Regions from separate parts of the Triticum aestivum genome. Here region 1 is linked to region 2. The links are chromatin contacts, called in public Hi-C maps. All regions are on one chromosome and are shown on one strand. The core of a region is the stretch at or near the end of the contact, and the rest is flanking DNA. Distances in the headings are between cores, read along the strand shown. Region 1 holds the start of LOC123093527. Region 2 has its middle 41 kb from the start of LOC123093527.

Region 1 (7,169 bases), core at 4,021-6,520, 42 kb after region 2:
TCTTCTTCTCGGTGATAAGAAGCTTCATCTCCAATGTCTTCGTTGTCAATTCCTCTCTTGCCTTTATCATGTGGTCCATCTTCTCCCTTAGGCTTGACGCCTCTTCTTCCATCTTCACCCTTAGCTTGCCCTTCTTGTTTCCCTCGGGCTTGCCCACGTTCCTCTCCTCCTCATCTTCACTATCGTCCATCCTTAGCATTGCCGACTTCTTGGGTGCGGTCTCTTGATCCCTCAACTTCCACTTGTCAAAGGTTTGAAGAATTGACCAAACATGCTTAAATGGGAATGGCTTGCCCTTGGAAGCGGCCATCTCCTTGTACCTCAAGCCGGCAATTGTCTCCTATCAACCACACATAAATCACATAAGAACCCACCAATAGCATAGTGCACACACATAATCAAAAAAGTGAAGAAATATGTACTTACATAGTCACTCTCCACGGTTCCACTAGGTGGTGCATCCCTCACTTGGTCCATGGCCGCACTCCAACGAGAACAAGCGGGCTTGATCAACTCCCAACGGCCTTGAAGCGACCGGAATGTGCGATGGATGAACCCACTATTCTTCGGCTTGATCCTACAATAGACGTCCTCGATCCTTTACCAATAGAGTTTACCGGTTTGATTGGTGCCGGTGGTAGCATCCATTCCCACAGCTGCCCAAGCACGAACCAAGAGGACATCTTCCGCCTCGGTGTAGTTTGTCGACCGAGCGTGTGGGCGGGAAGCGGCGGTGAATGCCTCCACCCTATCTCGGCCACCTCCTCCTCGTCATCCCCTTCATCCTCCTCATCTTCCTCCTTTTCCTCCAAGTCGTCTCCAACCCTAAAGGGGTCTAGAGGCGGAGCTCCGAGGTCCACCTCCGCGTTTTGGAGGAGGTCCATGAATGAGGATGGGGTTGCCATTTCCTCGAGCACCTCGTGCGCGGCGGGAGAAGGTTCGGCGACGGTGGCGGCAGGGGGCTTCTTCCGCGGCTTCTTCACGGCCGGGGACGAGCCGACAACCTTGGCGGCCCCTCGAGGCCCACGGCCGGCCGCCTTCGGGCGGCTCTTCTTAGGGGCGGGCGCCGGGGCCGTGGCGTGGGCAGGCGCCGGGGCGGGGACGGGGGCCGGGGCGGGAGGCTGGGAGGCGGGAGGAGGCGCGGCGAGGCCCGCCCGCCGCCGCTTCGCCCCGACGTGGGTCGCCGCCACCACGTCGGCGACGCCCGGGCGGGCGGGGGCGGGGGCGGGGACAGGCGCCGGGGCGGGCGTGGCGGGCGGGGCGGGAGCGGCAGGCGCGGCGGGCGGGGGCGCGGCCGCGGCGGGGCCTTCCATGGCCGGCGGGGCGGGAGGCAGCGGGAGGCGGCGGGAGCGGACGAGCGGTTGGCTCCCATGCGAGCGAGGAGGACTGCGACGAGGAGGAGTGCGGGTTGGGAGGAGATTTTCCCCTCAACCCCTACTTCTACAGATTGCAAAGTCGTTTAAGGGTTGGACCTCTAAATTTTTTTACGGGTTTGAGGGTTTAGAGGTTCTAGTCTACGGTGTTTTTTCGGCGAAAACTGTAAAAAAACGATTATTTTTAGGGGTTTGAGGGTTTAAGGGCTCTACTAGTAATGCTCTTAAAGTGCATGTCTCATGCGAAACCGGAAAACGCCGATCTTCAAGTCCCACATCCAGAGCGAAATGGATGCTGCCTCATGCTCATGCCGACCTTCACGGATGTGCCGACCTTCAGGGATGTGACCTTGTCCCACATACACACAGGCATTCAACAAATGTGTGGACGCAGCCAACACGTTGGTGTGACGGGGCAAGGACGTTGGGCTTAATCCCAGGTAGAAGCACCATAAGCTGGTACTGATTCTGTGGACCTTTAGGCCGGAAAGGCCCATTAGGGCATGTACAATTGTGGTATATAGATACATATGCCTCATGACAAAAAGTAATTTAAGGCATCTACATTTATTTTTTTTCCCCAATGCAAGCTATCACTAGTGGGCCTCATTAAGAAATAGAAAATAAAGACTTTAGTACACATGCATCTCTACTTTTCACTTCAACCTTTTCAGTTTTTGTCACCGGACCACACTTTTTCTTTTCAAGCACCCGCCTCCTGAAGAGGATCCCGCTTCCCTATCCGAACCTACTTTACGTCATATCCGATCCTACGTGACATGTGAGGCATCACCTTGAGGCTATGCATTGTACATGCCCTTAACAGAATGGTCGGAAAGAACCGTGCAAAGTTGCCAATATGAAGCCACACCCAAAAAAAATCCCAGGCAAGAGTGACCTTGGTAATCTAATCTCCTTTGCATCAGTAACAATATTGGTTGCAGAATAAACAAATGGGATAACAATCTTTAGCCCTACAACAATCAAATCGGAAGTAGCACATAATAATGATACACAATCTAGTCGCCTAAACCGCCACCCACACCTTGTAAGGCCTACGCCCCCTTCAAAAACGGATCCATTACACATAAGAGAAGAACAGGTACGGTAGCTTTGTTAAATAAGACCGTCTTTCCCGCAAAGCCCCTACGGCCACAGCTATCTTGGCAGAGAGAGATGCTCTAGGTTGTCTTGGACTTGGCGGCCTTCTTCTTGGCCTGCCTCTTGGGGACCGAGTTCTTCATGCCCAGGAAGAAGAGAAGGGCTCCAAACAGTGCCAGGTTCTACAGTTAAAAGGGATCACGAGTGGTTAGCTACCATGGGACATTCCTTGTTCAACAGACATGCAAAAACAGGTGAATATTTGCATCATACCTGTGTGAACTTCATGAAGATCTGCACGAATTCAGCCTTCTCCATGTCGTAGTTGTAGAAGTCGTAGACAACAGGCGTGATGAAAGCAAGGTAGAGGGCCTGCCGAAACAAATACCTTTCATTAGAAAAGCGCACAACAAGGAAGCAGAGACATAGCAAACGCAGCACATATGAACGTAGTGGGAACAGGATCGGTAATTCATGAGGTCTAAGGTGACTAAAACTTCAATGGGTCACACTTATCATATCACGGTGTCCACAGAAACAAATAAGGAAGTTAAGAATCGTGTACTCATTAGGACATCATACAGCAAAATGTGCGCAAAAGCAGCACCAGATAGAACCATAATATTCACAAGGCACAATTAAATGGGCAAACAAGCAGAATGCAGGTTTTGATAATATCTGCAGCGCATTTATATCAGAAGCCAGGATGGTACCAGATGGGCAAACCACAACAGTGACATTAGGCACTTGCCAAAACATTAGAGGAAACAAGTGCAGACGACAAGGAGTACTTTACAAAATGTACACATCTTGTAATATAAACAAATGGTATGGGAGTATAACAGTTCCTGAAAGCAAAACACCATGAAATTTAGAAGAACAAAATCTTTGTGGCCAGATTTGATAGATCTAGAAGAACAGAAATGCAGTTGCCCTAGCTAGGTGACCAGTAGTCTAAAGCAATATGCTCTTGTTTAAATTCAAAAGAACAGCCAAATGACAATGCCTAATGCAAGATAATATTCAGTAGCTTTTCGGTAGCAAATATTTATGAGATAAATGGCGATATTTGAATACAATGAAATAAGGCATTTGTGCATGCACGACCCTACATTACTATGGAGTATAGCACAAGAGAAATTCCCTCATTACTCTAGATATGAAAATCAATTTTAGCCATGTACACTTGACATAAATGGAATGCGTAGATCACAACAAGAAATACTATACAGCGTAACAACAGATCAGTACATACCAGGAGATAAGCACCAAATGAACTGCTGACGATAAACAGGAGACCTCCCAGACCCTTCAGACCAATGGTAGCGGCAATGACATGCTTCAACTGGATAAATTAAACACACAAAGCTAACTAATTAATGACTGGTTAAGATTCAGACCACCTACAGTATATACCATGAATAAAGTAAATTTCACCTCTACATGAGGCACCACCACTCCGAGGTGTACGGAGATATTTTTGGTGAAACTGTTAAACTTTGGCTGCAGATTCTTTGCAGCTGGCCCGCCATCAGTTCCAAATTCAGTAAACCTGCAATAAAAATACCTTAAAAATCAATAAGCATTGAAGAATATACTTTTCTCAAAACTTAATACGTCAGCATATAACAGGTAGAATAGTACAATCTAATTCATGCAGTCGTAACAGCTTCTGAATACATAACTGATCAGATGGCATCCAAGCTAGTTAAGAGAACTTCCATATAATCCCACATGTTCCGTACTGTTCCCATTAAGCCATTCAGCAGCAGTAAACTAGGTGCAAACAAAAGGTGGCTACTAGCACTAATCCCTTGATCAAGTCAATATGTCATGATGGAAAGTGGGCTGCAACTCACTCTATGACAAAAACTCAATCCGGTAGGAAGACTCCAGATAATTCACGATGCAATGGTACAAGTCATCAGGCAACTAAGGACATGAAAGCAGCAATGGAGATGCAACCAATCTAACAACTGTAGCACGCATAGACCATGAGGATAATGACCAGAGTCTTGCTAGTAATTATAGGCATGAGACTACACACGAACAAAACACAATTTGACATTGGAATGTACATATAAGACAACGACATTGGGATGTACATATAAGACGACTGGTCCACGATATTTACGACGCTACTAGAGCAACCACGCTAACAAGTCTCATGCTCACAAGATGAGACAGCGTGAACGAAAAGAAAGCATCTACATAAATTTCAAACATAAATTACATAGATCAATGACGCAATTGAGCGACCCAAGGTTAGATCAGAGCACGCGGAAACAAAATTCTGGGCGCTGTTATTCGCATGGACCACAACGAAGCGTGACGCCAGATCCAGGCGCCTCACGACCCGAGACCCTACAAAACGCACTATCCATCACGAGATCCAAAGGCCAGGGCGTACCCTGCCCACACGCTCCCCGGATACCGCCAGCGCCGCAACAGATCTGACGAAACCAGGCTAGGATCGACCGCGGCGACCGAGCAACGACGACAATGGAGGTAAGCGGATAGGGAGAAGGGAGAGGGGAGGGGGGCGCGTACTCCTGGTAGGCGGAGAGGAGGAAGACGGAGGCGAAGAGGACCCTCCCGGCGAAGGACACGAACCCCATGTCGACCGGCGGCGGCGGTGAGGCGAGTCGAGCGACCGGCGGGATGCGGTGGGGGAGGGGGGAGCCGCGGCGCGACCTTGGGAGCTCTCGGAATCTGTGATGGAGACGGCCCGTGTCGGAGCCCCACTCCGTACTTATAACGCGACGCGCCTCCGGTTTGGATCTCCCCGGATTTACCCTCGAGTCCTGCCGTATTACGCACAGGACCCCGGTCATGGTTGCTTTGATTTGAGTTGGGAAAGTAGAGATATGTTTCTGGAAAGAAATAAACTCGAATTGGTTATGTTTGAGAATTCAAAATTAATCTGATTTAGACCTTATCTGATTCTTTCCGATATTGCATTCTTTCCGAGTGGATAGTTAATGTGCCTCAATGAAGATTCAAAGTAGTTTGTGTTGAAAACTGCAAGGTGGGGTATTACTAGGCTAATGTCGCAACTTACATCACACTAATGAGATCACTCATGATTGAACTACCAAAAAATCAGTACAAAATAAAGCCATGAACATAATGATGGTTTGCAATCACTGCATTGGCATTATTTCAACAAATTTAGTAAAATACTAAGATCTTGAAGCGTTTGACATTTCCTCTTACCCCTCTATTTCTCTATTGGGGCTCGTGTAAAATAGGTAGGCTTTTGAAGAAAAGAAAAACAAAACGGCTTGTATTGGAAGTTGAAACCAAGTTGTTTTCTCATTAACCTCGTGGGATTACTTTGCATTTTCCTCGTGAAAAGACGATGCACCTTGGTGAATAGTTGCTCGTATTGATAATGCATAGTGGGGTATCGGGTTATCATGTTGGTCATCACATATTTCTTTTAATAGAATGTGTTTGAGTTAATCTACCCAACATGGTATGGAATACGTGATGATGGAACTAACAAGTATCCAATGCAAGCCTACAACACGCATGAACGTGATCATGATTTTGTGGCCACATCATTGACAAGCCTTTTTAATGTCTTTTAGCTAACCATCGCCTTGGAATACAATCTTCAAGTGCTCCTATTTCCCTTTACCCTTTTGTGCATTTAATTTAATTTCTATATGTTTCCTTTCACATCTTTATGGCTTGATGGACCAATGGTCGTATGGACCACCACCTTATCCTTCTATTTCTAGCACTCGTCGTGATTTGCCTTGTCATGGGGCCAGTCGAAGCAATTGAGACTCGTAAAAAAATGCTAATAAAAGGCGCTAAAGGGAGACAGTCTAGTTGGCATATGGTGTAGCATCCCCTAAATTCACACTCCACACAAATTATGAGGTACCGACATTCGCATGCATCTTGTCAAGTAAGTTTACATGGCAATGTCCGTGAATTTTATGCGGCAGAAGATTGCACTTGGAAGATAAAAATGAAGGTAACAATGTGTTTTTTGGTGTCAAATCTGAAGTGCTGGATTTGAGTTTCGGGTGCTTTGGTTCGAAGTTTCTCACATCGAACCCAACCAAAGGTACTGATTTCTTCTTGCTAGTTTCAAACAAAGTTCTCCTTTTGCAAACATTTACCATGTGGGCTAGCCAGCTCAGGGTGGATTAGACAAGTTGTATTAAATGAACAGAGATAAAAAAAAGGTAGTGGGACGTGGAACCATAAATATTCACGAACTAGGCATTTCTAGAAATGCTTGCACCAAAGGGGAAACACATTGGTGCATCTACGGAGCTTATATGAGATACCATGGGAATATGGCGGAATCCAATATCTATTAGACATGCAACAACACTGGAGATTGTTGGCATCATGCACTTGTTGGTTGTAACATGGCCAAAACTGTGTGGTTACTTATGTACGAGGAGCTTGTGGAACATCTTATTGCCTGCAATTTGCCTGATGTGAGGGTATGGTTGATGGAGCTCATGAAAACAACAGAGGAAGAATTTATCAAGATATCGATGGCCCTATGGGTTATATGTTGGGCTCGTCGGAAGGAGATCCATGAACATGAATTCCATCCACCTTTGACCACATTCAGCTTCATTGAAAACTACCTAGGGGGGCTTGCACTGGTTCTCGGTAGGTAGGCGTTTAGTTAATCAACAAAAACTAACATCTCATTCCTAATAC
Region 2 (6,766 bases), core at 1,366-3,865:
CCAGACTGAACCTTTGCTACAACTGGGCTGCTGCAGCTGACCTGTGTTGTAGTGCGTGGGCTGGGCCTAGTTACAAATATATATTTTTGTAGAAAAGTAGGGCGGGCCATGGCCTGGTTTGGCCCTTGCGTAGCTCCGTCAGTGGTTGGTACGAATATGATCATAGTTGTAGTTTGTTGGATTTGATCGATTTTGTTGTTTTTTCTTTTTTTTCCTTGTTTAGGCATAGCCTTGATCTTATATATGGACTTTACTATTTGCCAGTGTTTTTGTGTGTATGTGTTGGTGTTGATTTCGTGCATCATATCTACGTAGAGGTCGGGTGTATGCTCATTGTGTATATATGCACTTTATGCTTAATTTTGAATCGATAAAACTCACGCTCTATCGAAAAGGATATTTTTACTTACTCATGTTGTGGCATCAAAGAGATAGAAAGCTTATTGCATATGTTTGAGCAAAGCAAAATGTCCTAAGCGGCCTGGTTCGCAAATTGCAGAAGACGTAAAGTGCATGCCCTAACGATCGATCGATGGAGCGGAGCCTCTCTCTCTCCCGCCGGTCAATCGGTTTGAGTGTTGGGTCACTCTCCTCATCACGTACCTAGCTAGCTAGCTAGCTAGTGAGGTAGCCATTTTAGGTCCCGTGTCACTGTCCAGGGCAGCACGCAACACTGAGCTAGCTAGGGAATCTAGAACGATCCATGGATCGCACATGTGGCGGTCACGATTGATATATAGCTCAAGCTCGAGGGTAAATTACACAGAAGTACCACAATTGAGGCATTGGAAGCAGATTGGTATCAAGTTTGGTAATTTTTATGTGTCCGTATCAAGTCTGGGGCTAGACGTTACAAAAAGGTCTAAATCACGTATAAACGCGTATTGACGGTGTATCTGACCGGCAGGGCCCGCATGTCAGCTGCCAATGTGGCATTTCTTTTGCAGAACCCCCCCCCCCCCCCCCCGCACTCTTTCGTCCTCACGCGCCGCGGTGCCCGATCTGGATCGAGGGGAGGAGCCCCTCGAGCTCGAGCTCCTTCGCCTCCCGTAACCCCAGCCCTGCCCCGGCCTCCTCCTCGCCTCGCCGCCGGCCGGCCACCGGAGCACCACCAACGGCGACTAGGACCAGGCCGTCCCCGGACCCTGCCTCTCTTCTTCTCTTCCTCCTTCCTGGACGCCATCAGCGGCAAGGCGCTCACCCGCGTCACCTGCGCGCTCGTCGCCTTCGTCGTCCTCGCCGCCGGTGTCACGCTGCTCGCCCGTCATCACATCTACCGCCCGCCCCTCGGCGTCACCGTCGAGGACGCGGCCCTCGCCCGCCTCGCCCTCGCCGACAGAAACGCCACGGCCACCGCGCTCGCCTGCGACGTCTCGCTCGCCGTCGCCCTGCACAACCACCACTGGCTCAGGCGCGCCAAGCACACGGCGCCGCTCGACGCGGAGCTGCTCTTCGTCGGCACGCGCTTCGCCTATGTCGCGCTGGCCGGCGCGAGGGTCATGGTCCGGGCGGGAAATACGGAGGCGTACAGCGCCGTGGCGGCGGCCGACAGGGCGGGGCGTCGCGCTCGGGAGCGCAGGGGTGGCCGAGTTCGTCAGGGAGAGCACGACGGGGTTGTTCCGGCTGGAGCTCAAGGTTGTCGGGGAGCTCAGGTACTCGTCGGGCCAACACCTGCACAGGATGGATGCGCTCTGCCCGCTGGAGCTGCTGCAGCGGAGGGGGGAGAGGCCACGACGCGAGAAGAGGCCACGGCAGAGAGGGAAGGCGTGAGTAGAGGCCACAGCGGCACGAGCAGAGGCCGCGGCGGCGCGAGCAGGGGCAGCTCCGGCGCAAGTGGGAGCCGCGGTGATCGGAGAGGAGCTCGGGCTCGAGGGGATCCTCCCCTCGATCCAGACCGGGCACCGCCGTGCGTGAGGACGAAGGAGGTGCGGGGGGTTTCTGTAAAAAAAATGCCATGTCGGCAGCTGACAGGCGGGCCCCGCCGGTCAGATACACTGTCAATACGCGTTTATACGAGATTTAGACCTTTTTGTAACATCTAGCCCCAGATTTGATACTGACATGTAAAAATTACCAAACTTGGTATCAATCTGCTTACAATGTCCCAATTGTGGTACTTCTGTGCAATTTACTCCAAGCTCGATGACAGAGATGGAGACGGAGGCAAGGTACGTAAACTAGGCTCGAGCGATCGGGGTCAGGGAGAGACAGGGGGAGGCCACCGTGCCCGGCAGTCGTGGGACACGACGCAATCACGTCGCTCTCCGCCGCGGCGAGGCCTAAACTAATCCGGCGTGGAGGGTGCTGTAGCTCCAGGCACAGGCAGATCGTCCAAACTGCATAAATAAGACATTTTTGTGCAAGTTTTTATAAAGAAAAAGGACAGGTGATGTAGTATTGGAAGCAAGGTGACAAGGACTTCTTCAGTTTGGACGGAGGCTCTGGCGGAAGGCTCCATGGCGCATTTTATTTTGAAGTTGGACGAGTTAAGAGATTTCATTTTCATAGTGAAATCGACATAAAAACGGCATCCATGGGTCTTTTTGTGCCTTTGGATAGTACGTACGTGGCAAACGAGCGAAGTATAGAAAATAGAAATGAAAATAGAGCATTTGGTTCAGTTGGCCGATGTGAAATTGATGTTTGGCGGTATTAGGGGGGCCAGGGACTTGACCGGCCTTCTTGGACGACGCGTGAATCTGTTCTCCTTTGGTGACCGACCGATGCAACGACGGATAAAGTCGCTGTGTTTTTGCCGTGAAACACTGGAGAATGCGGCGTACGCCACCGCCGTTCGTGTCCGTCTCCCCATTTCACGCTTCGCCACGTATGGCATCCGCTCCACAGCCGGGCGGCGCGATGTCCAGTCTAGGGTGAACGTTGCGTGATAGTGGACGGAGCAAGGATGGCGGGCTTCACTACCACTAAGAGCATCTACAGCCGGATCCTTTAAACCCGCCTCATATATCCGGACGGTGTCAACGCACCTGACAAGCAGGACCCGCAGGGCAGCGACTACTCCAGCCATCGCGCTGTCCAGCTGCCCACTCGAGTCAGGCGTCCCAGCCCACGTACCAGCGGGCCGGAGTGGACGCGTTGAAGCCCACCATGTCACTACAAGTAACGGGCGACTAGGAGGGAACGAGCATCCAGTGGATCAGGCGATTACTCGACGGCGGCTACCCTAGTTTCTCTGTTCTTCGTGTATCTCCTCTAGTTGCCACAAAATCCCCAAGTCTTATAATCGATCTATCTTGCTACTACTTCAGAGAGTGAATAGATCGATCTAGCGCCACCCCCGTTCGCTACTCTAACAATTGGTATCAGAGACCAAATCCTACTTCCCTCTCCGATCCGCTCTGGCGCACCTCATCGAGACGAGAGGCCTGCGACAAGCATGCGAGGCCATGGATCCGAGCGTCTTGGCCTTCCTCACCCGCTTCGAAACCAAGATCGAAGCCACCATCGATGACCTGACCAAGGCCCAGCAGTCTACGGCGACGAAGATCGACGATCTGCTCACCTGGCGCCCCGATCTCGAGCGTCGGGTGGCGGATCTGGGCGACGACGTCGCAGCTCTACAACGAGCATAGGCGCCTCCATTAGCCCGATCCGACGCGGATCCGGTGCTTGAGGGCGCTGATGCGGTGACCCATCCATAAGGACCTGATGGCCACGGCGAATTCCAGATCAAACGGGGGCCACCGGCGGCGTCCCCCACGACGATGCCGCCGCTCCCGGCTAAAGGTACGACCACCGACCCCATCACTCCAGTCTTGTTATCTCCTTTCAGCCACGCCAGCCAGATGCTCGCCGGTCTGGGTCAGGCGCACCCATCCATCACTTTTCCCCAATTTTCGGGCGAGAACCCGAACCAGTGGAAAACTTTATGTGAGCAGTATTTTACCATGTTTGGGATCACACCTGCTTTTTGGGTACCCATGGCATCCCTCAATTTCACCGGATTAGCAGCCGTGTGGTTGCAATCGATCCAAAAACGCCTATGCGAGTTCAACTGGGATTCCTTCACTACCCTCTTGAGCACTCGTTTTGGACATGATCGCCATCAAATGCTCATATGCCAGTTTTACACAATTCGCCAAACAACTTCTGTAGCAGACTATATTGAGAAATTTGAGTTGATCATCAATCATCTGAATTCTTGCTCTGATTCGATTCATCCTTACTATTTTCTCACTCGTTTTGTCGAGGGACTGAGGAACGACATCCGAGCAGTGGTTCCGGTGCAGCGGCCACCAGACCTTGACACGGCATGCGCCCTGGCTCTGCTTCAGGAGGAGGTGGCTGACGGCACGTTTGGTACTCTACCACGACCGCCAGAAGTGTCACCGCGTGCAGGGGTTCCGCTATCGCTGCCTCCACCACCAGTGGCGCGCCACACCGCGCCCACGATAGCCACCGATCGCCATGGCATGGACGCCGCACGGGACGATACGTCCAAGCTCAAGACGCTGCGAGACTACACGCGAGCCCGCGGCCTCTGTGTCAAGTGCGGCGAGAAGTGGGGCCACGATCATGTGTGTCCTACTTATGTGCAACTACACGTTGTCGAAGAACTGCTCGACCTGTTCGACATCGACAACTTCATCGACACACAGATTCCAGCGACGAGCAGCACCGACGATGCAATCATGGCGATTTCCATATCTGCCATGACAGGGGGAATCTCTGCAAAAGCATTTCAATTACGCGTGTGGATTCAAGGCCGCGAGGTGCTGCTACTAGTGGATTTCGGCAGCTCCAACTCCTTCATCGACTCCAAATTCGCAGAATCCCTCGCCGGGGTCCAGCCTCTACCACGTATCTATAATTTATGAAAGTATGCATACTATTATATTATTTGTTTTGGATGTTTAATGGGCTTTATTATACACTTTTATATTATTTTTTGGACTAACATATTAACTGGAGGCCCAGTCCAAATTGCTGTTTTTTTTGCCTATTTCAGTGTTTCGCAGAAAAGGAATATCAAACGGAGTCCAAACGGAATGAAACCTTCGGGAGAGTGATTTTTGGAACAAACATGGTCCAGAGGACTTGGAGTGGACGTCAGGAAAGAAGCGAGGAGGCCACGAGGCAGGGAGGCGCGCCTGCCCCCCCCCCCTGGGCACCCCCCACCCTCGTGGGCCCCTCGCAGCTCCACCGACCTACTTCTTCTTCCTATATATACCCATATACTCCGAAAACATCCAGGAGCACAATAGATCGGAAGTTCCGCCGCCGTAAGCCTTTATAGCCACCAAAAAACAATCGGGACCCTGTTCCGGCACCCTGCGGAGGGGGGATCCCTCACCGGTGGCCATCTTCATCATCCTGGCGCTCTCCATGACAAGGAGGGAGTAGTTCACCCTCGGGGCTAAGGTTATGTACCAGTAGCTATGTGTTTAATCTCTCTCTCTCGTGTTTTTGATTTGGCACGATCTTGATGTATCGCGAGCTTTCCTATTATAGTTGGATCTTATGATGTTTCCCTCTACTCTCGTGTAATGGATTGAGTTTTCCCTTTGAAGCTATCTTATCGGATTGAGTCTTTAAGGATTTGAGAACACTTGATGTATGTCTTGCATGTGCTTATCTATGGTGACAATGGGATATTCACGTGATCTACTTGATGTACGTTTCGGTGATCAACTTGCGGGTTCAATGACCTTGTGAACTTATGCATAGGGTTTGGCACACGTTTTCGTCTTGACTCTACGGTAGAAACTTTGGGGCACTCTTCGAAGTACTTTGTGTTGGTTGAATAGATGAATCTGAGATTGTGTGATGCATATCGTATAATCATACCCACGGATACTTGAGGTGACATTAGGGTTTTGGTTGATTTGTGTCTTAAGGTGTTATTCTAGTACGAATTCTATGATAGATCGAACAGAAAGAATAGCTTCATGTTATTTTACTACGGACTCTTGAATAGATCGATCAGAAAGGATAACTTTGAGGTGGTTTCGTACCCTACAATAATCTCTTCGTTTGTCCTCCGCTATTAGTGACTTTGGAGTGACTCTTTGTTGCATTTTGAGGGATAATTATATGATCCAGTTATGTTATTATTGTTGAGAGAACTTGCACTAGTGAAAGTATGAACCTTAGGCCTTGTTTCCTAGCATTGCAATACCGTTTACGCTCACTTTTATCATTAGTTACCTTGTTGTTTTTATAATTTCATATTACAAAAACCTATATCTACCATTCATATTGCATTTGTATCACCATCTCTTCGCCGAACTAGTGCATCTATACAATTTACCATTGTATTGGGTGTGTTGGGGACACAACAGACTCTTTGTTATTTGGTTGCAGGGTTGTTTGAGAGAGACCATCTTCATCCTACGCCTCCCACGGATTGATAAACCTTAGGTCATCCACTTGAGGGAAATTTGCTATTGTCCTACAAACCTCTGCACTTAGAGGCCCAACAACGTCTATAAGAAGAAGGTTGCATAGTAGGCATCAAGCTCTTTTCTGGCACCGTTGCCGGGGAAGTGAGTGATTGACGATATATCTTTAGATCTTGCAATCGAATCTTTTAGTTTCTTGTTTTATCACTAGTTTATTTTATAAAAGAGAACTACAAAATATGGAATTGAGGGTGCCTCATATACTTCATCTTTGTAACGTCTTTCATGAAAATAAGAATTCCGATAATTGTGCCAAAGTGTTAGAAGAAGAATGCATTAGAATGTTTGGCACTAAATATTTGAATGATGAGCATGATTGCAATGTTGTTAGTATGAATTCTTTG

What was found. Hi-C and Micro-C count contacts between places; a contact is called where the count stands out from the background.
Region 1: a contact with region 2 is called in a Hi-C map of leaf, with 2.3 times the contacts expected there. The contact joins the promoter of LOC123093527 here to the enhancer-like site in region 2. A contact is called at or near these places in 2 of 5 Hi-C or Micro-C datasets (both in leaf).

The regions. Positions count from the first base shown.
Region 1 is chr4B:604,734,988-604,742,156 of IWGSC CS RefSeq v2.1, forward strand. It overlaps LOC123093527, which reads right to left and starts at 5,271. Exons shown (of 5, transcript XM_044515510.1): 1 at 5,025-5,271; 2 at 3,912-4,026; 3 at 3,730-3,819; 4 at 2,748-2,846; 5 at 2,268-2,656. The coding sequence starts at 5,092. The coding sequence ends at 2,555.
Region 2 is chr4B:604,696,061-604,702,826 of IWGSC CS RefSeq v2.1, forward strand. No RefSeq gene overlaps it. Among protein-coding and RNA genes, the nearest start is that of LOC123093527, 41 kb to the right of the region's middle. Within about 2 kb of position 2,616, at least 1 of the 8 cell types and tissues checked has an H3K27ac peak or open chromatin away from gene starts, as enhancers often do. A contact at or near this core is called in leaf, where this site is marked.